Regions from separate parts of the Pan troglodytes genome. Here region 2 is linked to region 1. Evidence: chromatin contacts called from public capture Hi-C data. All regions are on one chromosome and are shown on one strand. Each heading gives the region's core, a stretch centred on a gene start, on an enhancer-like site or on the middle of the called end of the contact. The rest is flanking DNA. Distances are from core to core; before and after follow the strand shown. Region 1 overlaps LOC134810525 (a long non-coding RNA gene). Region 2 has its middle 100 kb from the start of MIR148A.

What was found. Capture Hi-C pulls out chosen DNA fragments and counts their contacts.
Region 2: a capture Hi-C map of stem cell-derived neural stem cells shows a contact between it and region 1, with 12 times the contacts expected there. The contact joins two enhancer-like sites. A contact is called at or near these places in 4 of 7 Hi-C or Micro-C datasets (blood, induced pluripotent stem cells and stem cell-derived neural progenitor cells), 1 of 1 datasets of contacts at active chromatin or transcription factors (stem cell-derived excitatory neurons) and 1 of 1 other capture datasets (stem cell-derived neural stem cells).

What each region holds. Positions count from the first base shown.
Region 1 is chr6:31,370,069-31,374,583 of NHGRI_mPanTro3-v2.0_pri, reverse strand. The region is part of intron 3 of LOC134810525 (a long non-coding RNA gene); the gene reads left to right. Among named protein-coding and RNA genes, the nearest start is that of NPVF, 330 kb to the right of the region's middle. Within about 2 kb of position 2,208, at least 3 of the 24 cell types and tissues checked have an H3K27ac peak or open chromatin away from gene starts, as enhancers often do. A contact at or near this core is called in stem cell-derived neural stem cells, where this site is marked.
Region 2 is chr6:31,650,026-31,654,540 of NHGRI_mPanTro3-v2.0_pri, reverse strand. No RefSeq gene overlaps it. Among named protein-coding and RNA genes, the nearest start is that of MIR148A, 100 kb to the left of the region's middle. Within about 2 kb of position 2,445, at least 2 of the 24 cell types and tissues checked have an H3K27ac peak or open chromatin away from gene starts, as enhancers often do. A contact at or near this core is called in stem cell-derived neural stem cells, where this site is marked.

The DNA of each region.
Region 1 (4,515 bases), core at 959-3,458:
ACAGAGGCTACACCATTTGGCACCAGAGACCTGGATTCTCATCCTAGGCTCTGCATTCGCTCACTGGGAGACTTGAAGTCCTTCTCTGAGTCTCTGGTACCCTCAGCTTCCTCCTCCATGAAAATGCTTCATACCTTGTCTATCTTAAGGTGTCACTGTGTGGATGGAATGACACTGGGCACAGAAAGCATGAGTTACACTGCCTGGCACAGAGCAGATGATGCCCATAAAAGCTGGTTGCCCCCCAAAATGCCATGGGAAATCATTTTGGGCCTTTAAGTGGGGCAATGAGATGACTGAACTTACACTTTCATATGTATGTTGGAAATACTCATCTTCCCTGATTAATCTGCCAGAGATTGATTGGAGCTGGGATAGATGTGTTAGAAAGATATTGCAAGAATCCAGAGAACAGGCAGTGAGGGTCTTTGCAGGCACAGAGGCAGGGAGAAAGCAATTGTATTATTGAATCTAAGATTTTAGAGCTAAACAGACACTATGGGCCATATAGCACAAAATATCCTCATTTTATAGAACAAAGGGGCCCCTACCCAGACTTAAATGACTAGTCCAAGGAGAAGCTGTGGGGCTAGTTCAGGGCTTCTAATTTCCTGATTCACTGATTTGTCCTCAACTCAGCCAGTGCTGATGTCTCACTAGAGTTTTCAACTCTTAACAAAAATAACAAAGTGTATCTATTTTATGTAAGTCATATACTTTCTACTCTTCAATAGCTTCCATGGACATTAATCCCACTTGATTTTGCCAATGACAACTCCCCTCGACCACCAAAGAAAGGTAGCACACTGGAGTTAGAATTATCCCCACACTCCAGATAGGTAAACTGAGGCGTGGAAGATGATTCTAATTTCTGCCTCAAATTCTCTCATCTTCACTTCTACATTAATTCTTTACATTTTGCTTTTTAAATATTACCACAATGTTGATACAGGAACGGTATTCACAAAATTTTGTCCTGAACAAAATTTCACAGGGGCAGAGAGGCTTAAAAAAATGTAACTTCATTTAGAAAGGTTAATGGTTGGGGTTTACTTGAAATTATGTCCAAAGAAAGGATGCTGTGATCAATGGGAAATTGCATGTTTGTAGTTGTTCTGTTTTAATTATGGTGAATGAAAGTATATCTTGCTTAGAAAGTATGCTGAGATGCTATCTCTTTCTGTCTTCCTTCCAGAGGAAAGAAATCAAATCATGTTTATAGAATTTGTTTTCTTGTCTGTGGCCGATTGCTAAATCCTACCACAGGAGGGCGCAGGAAATGTTAGGCGCTTTTCATAAAATGGACACTAGGTGGCGCCGCTCTGCTAGTTTTCTTCATGTCTGCTTTTAATTTCGTTTTTTTATTCCTTTGTTTAGTAGTAATTGTAATGGTTAGCTTTAGCGATGTAAAATGTATTTCTATTTTCCTATGCTTTTCTTAATATGTCTGGGTCTGTCATTTTGCCTTTATAAAAGTATGCTAAGAGAGGTAGAACTAGTTATTTATGTTAATATGTTTTCTTTACAGTACATAAATTAGTTGTATTTTCTTTCACAGTATTTTTCAGGAATTCAAATATGAGTCCAGATTGAGTTTTCCTTTTTGGTCTGTCATTGTCTCTTATTCTTTACAGTTTTATTGAAAATTACATAGTAGTTTGATTTTAAAAGAGGAGACATAATTCTGAATCATATCAGAACAGCAAAAATCTAACATAGCTTGAAAGTGGAAAAGAAAAACAGGTAACAATAAAGGAGCTGGGAATGGATTCTCCTATTTAAATTTGCATAAGGAGGAGTTTCTCTCAGTCTTATTAATTATTTAGTGAATTAGTTGTGTGTCTGTGAATTATGCCCCTCTCTGGGGTTTGGATTCCTAATTATAAAAATGAGGCAGCTCCTCTAAACGTTCTCAAAGATCTCTTGGCAATCTGAAAAGCAGTGAAATTATGAGTATATTAACAAACTTATGCCCCCTGCCTGTTCCAAACACAATTCTTGAACATACATGCATAGACTATGACTTTTCAAAAAATTCTAGATAATTCTCAGTGGCACAAAATATGCAGTTATGAGCCCCAGCCAACTTTTCAATCCGTGTTACTCGACTGGCGTTCTTGTGAGAATGAAGTCTGAACACCGAGGAATAAGTTGCCTGCCCTGGCAGAATCGCACCCCTGGAGCAGAACTTGCTGGCTCTGCCCGGGGAGAGACTACGAATCCAACTCTGGCTCCGTCCCTGAGTAGCTGGGAGACACTGACTTGTCAATTAGCAACAGGCAGCGAGCTCCACAGCAGACCCCATGAGGAAGATGTGGAGAATAAAAAGGCCAGGCCCTGTACCTGAGAATCTATGAGGGGCACGAGTTGTCCTGTCTTGGGAGGTTAGTAATAGTGGGGAATAAGTGCCAAATGATATTGGATCTGTGTCCCTGACCTAACCCCTGCCCAAACCATTGCCCACAGCTGTGATCCTGAGAAGTGATGCTAAGCCACCACTGGGCACTGGCTGGGTCTGGGTGGAAATCATCGAATTAGGGCACAGAAGAGCAGATGAAGGCTGGAGAGGGATGCTCATACAATTGCTTAACATTCTTTGCCAACTGATAGCGAATGTTAGACATCATGATCAAAGGTGTTATGTTTTCTATCGAACAAAAGAAAGTGGCAAAGCTGTAAATACATCAGGTTCACATAGATGTTCACTAGCCTGGAAGCTAGAAATATGAAGTCTGCAAGGCAGTAAAAGTCCTCAAGACATGCCCTCCTGGATGAAGTCCACTGGAGCTGGTATTTAAATGCCCTTTTAAATGCCCGTGTTGGTGTCACAGGGCTCTTTCTAACCTCTTATAAAATAGACAGAAACAGTTGCACATTTTAGCGAATGGTATGTCGACTGATCACCAAGACTAAATGAGTTGCTGAAAACTGTGAAGCCTGTTAATGTTACAAAAACAGTGCACACTTGGAATAATTTTGTCCCTGCTGTCATATGGGCTGAACCTGGTAAAAATGTGCTGGGCCTTTCTGAGCCCCAGTGCACTTCCTGGTGATGTGGCCAGCACAGCCCCCGCTCTTCTGGGCTAGGGTTGTGCATGGGCTTTGGGGAAGCAGGAGATTGGAAGTGAGTAGTATAGAATCTGAGTTTGGAAGCTGAGGCACTGAAACGAGGGAAAGAGTGGGGGGTGCACCAGCAGCCACTGAGGTGCAAAAGCCCATGAACCAAATCTTTGGTTTTTTTTTTTTTTTTTTTTGAGATGGAGTTTCGCCCACTGCCCAGTGTTCAAACGATTCTCCTGCCTCAGCCTCCGGAGTAGCTGGGATTACAGGCACGCGCCACCACACCTGGCTGATTTTGTGTTTTTAGGAGAGATGGGGTTTCTTCTTGTTGGTCTGGCTGGTCTTGAACTCCCGACCTCAGGTGGTCTGCCTGCCTTGGCCTCCCAAAGTGATGGGATTACAGGCGTGAGCCACCGCGCCTGGCCCAAATCTTTGTAAATCAAGAACAGTTCATGTCGATTCAAGATGGTGGCAGCAGTGGCAGTGAACAAAGATGCAAGACTCCTTAGCAGAGAGCTGGCCTTCCTTCTTCCAGATTGATCTTAAACCAGTGATTCCCAAAGGGTGTTCCTGGGCACTCTAGCACTGAGGGATGTTAATGGATGAGGAGAATAAATGTTTTTTCAAATTCATTTGGGAAATGCTGGATTAAAAAAAGTCAACCACATTTATTTGCTTCTTGGAACCTTTAATATGCTACCACATATTACAACATTTTTAAAGGAATATTTATTGGGTAGGGTTTCCTAAACTTTTTGAGTTTGGAAACTTAAAAAAAAAAATCATTGAGTATCTCGTGACAAGTGTTCTGAGAAATGCCTCTTGGAAAATAATATCCTAATGCATCCTAATTTATTTTAGATTAAATTCTATTTTAGCATTTTCACTGTAAAAATTTCAGGATAAAATAATTGACAGAAAAGTGAAGGATTTATTAAACCAACTTATTTGGTGACATGCAAGCAAAGCCAGAAGGATTATTTTGATTCGTTTGTTTGAATCAGTTGTGAGCATAGACACACTCCTAAAAGAGGCACTGGCCCCATATTTAGATTATTTTTCTCTCACTCAGCTCCACTAAGTTGCCTCTGCACTCCACACTGTTGGGCCTGGCCTAAATGCTGCCACTGCCTTGGAGCCTGGTGTCAGTTTGGCTGTCAGTCGAAGCAGATCTTCTGCTATGATGAGAATAAGAAGAATAAATACAGTTCCCGATTTCCAAGTCAAAGACAGTGCAAATTGATATTACACAGTAAAATGCAATGAGATTAAATCAATAACATCTGCAATAAGGCATAATGAAGGTAAAATTATATCTCTGGCTTCCTGAACAGCTGTGAATCTATTTTTAATGATCCTCATTTTTGGCAGTCAGCTAACAACTTCTAAAACGTCCTAGAAATTGGATTGTTAGGCAGATGAGCACGGCAGTGGCTCAGAATATCATTAATTTCA
Region 2 (4,515 bases), core at 1,196-3,695, 280 kb before region 1:
TTGCCGGACAAATGTCCCCAAGTTCCCTTTTCTTCCACGTTTATTTTCGTACTGCCCGTTCCTTCCCTCCCCACCCCCCAGTCCGCCCCACTGCGTCCCAGAGAGCAGCTCCAGCCCGCAGGGCAGGACACCTGAGCCTCGGAGCTGAGCCCTGGCCGCGTTTGTCTCGGAGAAACCACCAGGGGGCAATAGAGCCCAAGGATAGAGGAGCAAGGCTCCACAAGGCCTTTCCAAAAGTTTGTCCAATTTGGCGTGAATTCCTTTTTCCAGTTTGTGTGATTTGTAAATTGCGCAGAGTGATTTCAAGATCTCCCGTTTGATCATTAGCGCTAAGGTAGATGGATGCAGCCCGGGGTTCATAAAGAATGAGGCACAAAAGCACTAATGAAGAGCGGGCTAGCGCACCCCCAAGACCTAATGGCAGAACAAAATGGGGCGAACGTGCACAAAGCTCACTTGAAGTGCAAAACTTTGGTTCTAAGGCCATGCATACAGTGGATTCTCAGGCCATGGGGCAAAAGGCGTGGAAACAGTGGGCCGCACGCCGGTGTGTCTTTTCCTAAGTTTTGCAAATATCGGGTTCGTTTTGCGATGGTGAAGTGGGAGGTAGCCCGGGAGGTGAGAGAATGCAGAGGAAATCAGTTAAGAGAGATTCTCCTGATAGGAAGAGGAGGTGGCGAAGGTTTAGGTTAGAGAACCCCAGTTCTTCATGCAGCAGCACCTTCGCCCATCCTGGGAAGTTTCTGTCTGCCTGTAGAGCAGAGCCGCATCCCTGCCGCTGTCTCCGAGGGCAGTGTCGGATGGTTCTTTCATTTGTTTGCTGAGAATGGTTTACAATATAGATTAGCGGGGCCCCAGAGGAAACTGGGGTTTGCTCACTGCAAACAGCCAAAAGATCTTCAAGAGAGAACGTGTTAGGCTGGAATATCATCTTTTCCCACATGTGCAAGACTCTTGGATTGTGTTTGCTTTCAAAATCCATAAATGTTTTTATTAAACTATATCTTTCTTGTGGCCCCTGCGCACACAAAGTACTTGCAGCGTATGTAAACGCTTCCATTTTGGTTCTCCTTCAGGAAAATTTTGTAACTCCGCAGTAAATATTTGCTCTGGGGTGAACCTTGGCAAGCGATAAACTCCAAAATCTGGTTTCACTGTACGTGTTTGTGTGCACATGTGTATGTTTTAACAGTATGTATATATTGGAAAATTTGCGGGAGAGCTTGATATTTTTACTTCTTTGCTGCGCCGCAGGGAGGTATAATGACTGTAATTACTTGGATAACATTTTAAAATTAACCAAATTCTCTTTCACATTCGATTCTTCCTTGTGTGCTGCCAGCCCTTCCTCCCAAATCATGTCAATTAAATATTCTTACAATGTCACCCTTTATAATGCCCTTTAGTGTAGTGATTTTGGGGGTATATTTTAAAGTGATAAAGTGCAGTTTTGCTTCCTAAATTCTGTCTTAATAATAAGAATGTAAAAATTAAACAAATCATGATCTTTATTGTTCTTTTATGTTTATAGTTTCATTTCCTCTAATGCTTTAATCTGTAAGCCAAAAAATTTCAGAGAGATAAATGGAGACAGCTCAGTAGCGTGGCAGGCAGAGTCAGGATTTTGGATTCTCATCCCTGAAGAAAAACTTGAAGTTATTCCTCTGTGATGAAAAATACTTTATTTTTATGAAGAAATGGAATCTGCTGAGGTTGAATAAATTAGAAAACTCTATGGAAGATTATTAAAATATGAAAACTGTTAGCATTGGGCTGTGTGTTAGTCATCTTTAAGAGAATAATCGGGAATTATTAACTGACTTTGACCTCATGAGCCTTGACATAATAACTGTGGCATTCGCGGTGTCCCTGGTATTTTAAAAACCACCCTCCTCCCCCCCGTGCATTACAAAAATATGTCCTCTGCCTCTCATGTTGATTATATGGGTTTTATTTATTCTAATGACTGCTGTAGAGAGAGAAAATGCAGCTCTGAGCAGGGAGAAACAAGAACCCTTGTACACGTTTGCTGTGGGGTGGGCTGGCCACATAAGTTGAGTAGCCTTTGGCCAGATAAGCAAATGCACACTTCGCCTCCCAGTGAAAACATCATCCCCAACAAACATCATGTGGGCCTGAGTCACTCTCTGGAGAATCTGCTTCTCAGAGTTTGGTTTGGCAGTTCAGGCAGATATAATCCTTCCTTTCATTTTCCCCTGCCCTTTTGAAGAGCAATAATTTTCAGTCCCCTCACACCAAGGGCACTTTGAGAGATGGCCTACAGCTACACGGAGGAAGTTTCTTTGGCACAGCCTTTTGGGAGCTGTGAATATTTGAGGCTGTCTCAAATGGGGACTGTGTCCTTTGAATGAAGTGTTACACAGATGTGTGAGTGAATCCATGGGAACAGAGGCAGATGTTAGGGAGTTAGAGAATTCTGAGCTCTGTGGGCCGTGTCAGTCTGAAGAAAGTCAAGACGGCTGTTAGGTGCAGCCTGTAAGTGCTGTTCATCGAACTGGCCTCAATTCGTCTGCGCTTGGAAATAACTGAAATTGTCTGACCACTAAAAGTGTGATACAACTTGGAAGAGGGGCAGGAGAATACATTTTACTGGGGGCCATAGATCTGGCTTGGGCAAGCAATCTGTGTGTATTCAGATCCTGCATGTTTCTGAAAGATGATAGATGGATAATCGAAGCACACTTCTGCAGAATTTTTTTCTAGAGTATTTCAGTCCAAAAGAGCTCTAATGTGAGCTACATAGCTCATTTTACATATGACATTATATTACACATTAAAAAAAATAGGTGAAATTATTTAATAGTATTTTTCATTAAATGCAATATCTCAAAAATATCACTTCAACATGTAATCAATATAAAGTTAGTATTGAGATATTTTACATTTTTTGCCCCTTCCCATATATTCAATAGCTGGTGTGTATTTCATTCTCAGAGCTCATCTCAGCTTGGACCAGACACATTTCGAGTGCTTGGTAGCCACAGTGGCCAGTGGCTGCTTCACTGGAGAGTACCAGTTCCAGATTGTCTGGGTGCGTGTACAAAGTCACTAACAGATTTCCTCCCACATTTCTGTGAAGGTCTATGAAATTTTAAGTATCATAGGAAAGATTGAAGAAAATAGGTTCTAAAGCAGATGTATATTTTGAACAGTGCCATTTTGGCTCTGAGGCTTCAAGCCATGATTAAGGAATATGTGACCTTTGAAAGAAGTAGGTGATGCCTTTTATAGATTTTATTCCATTTAAAAATATACTTTTAATTATAAAAATGAATCCATACTTACTATAGAATACTCAATACAAGGTCTAGAAAATAACAAAATCATCTAGAATCCCACCATCTATAGATAATCACCTTTTGAAGTTTTGGAGTATTGCTGTTCTCGTATGTGGATTGGTTTCATAGTTGTCATTATACTGCAAATGCCCTTGTATATCTTGCTTTTGTTCACAGTGTTATATCACAAGTATCTGTATTTGTTGTTAAAAGCTCTTCATAAGAATAATTTTGATCATCTGGATGATTCATCATATGGCTGAGCCATGGTTTACTGAAGTCGGTGACTTTGGTAGGGTAGTAGTTGCAGTAAGCTCACTAAATGTGACAAGAACAAAAAAGTTATTTTATTGAAAAGTCACCCTACTGTGTGGCCATCCTCATCCCTCATATTGGCGGCCTTCCTTCCATGACTCTAGACAGCTCCAGGAAACCAGAGCCCTTCTACTCTTAAGCTTATTTTTTAGAGAAAATATCTTAGAAAATAATCTCCCTTTTCCCACCTAATCAATCCAGATGTTTAATTACCATGTTGACACAATTGGATTATGACTTCAGGGTAAAAAGCAACTTTACTAAAGAGATTTTGAATGGAAAACAAGAGCATTTTAAAGATCCTCATACAGCAGTTTATTTCTCTTGTTAAATTCATGTCCCTCAAGATATCACAGCACCCACTAGGTACAGGTACTGGGCCGCCCTTTGTTAAATCGTAGTTGGATTTATTTTTGCTTCCCTTTTTGGCCCTCTTTCTCACCATTTGTCATTTTCACAGGCTTTAGTGACATAAATCTTGTGGAATGTTGGCTATGCACATAGCATGAAGGATTCAACCTCTCCCATTTCAGGCTGGTTGGCCAATGTAAGCAACTGAGGGTGGCAGAGATCAGGGACAGATAAGACAGGGAGAAGAAGGGGTAGAGGGACTTTGGAAAGAATACCTGAAGTACGAAAGTGACACCTTTAAGGTTAAGGGTGATGGCAATTGACTGATGATTACCAGGTAACAATGGAGTCCATTGGAAGCTGCATAACCATGAACTGTTATGATTATTTTTTCCTATCTATATGGAAAGGCCTGGTTTGCTTCTCTGCACACAGTCCTGATTCAGTGTGGTGCCCGCATATTGTAAATGTCTTATCCAAGAATCCAAGGACCTGGCCCTGAAGGAAAAGCTGAGGACAGAGTATTTCTGCAACAGGCCTAGGCTCTTGC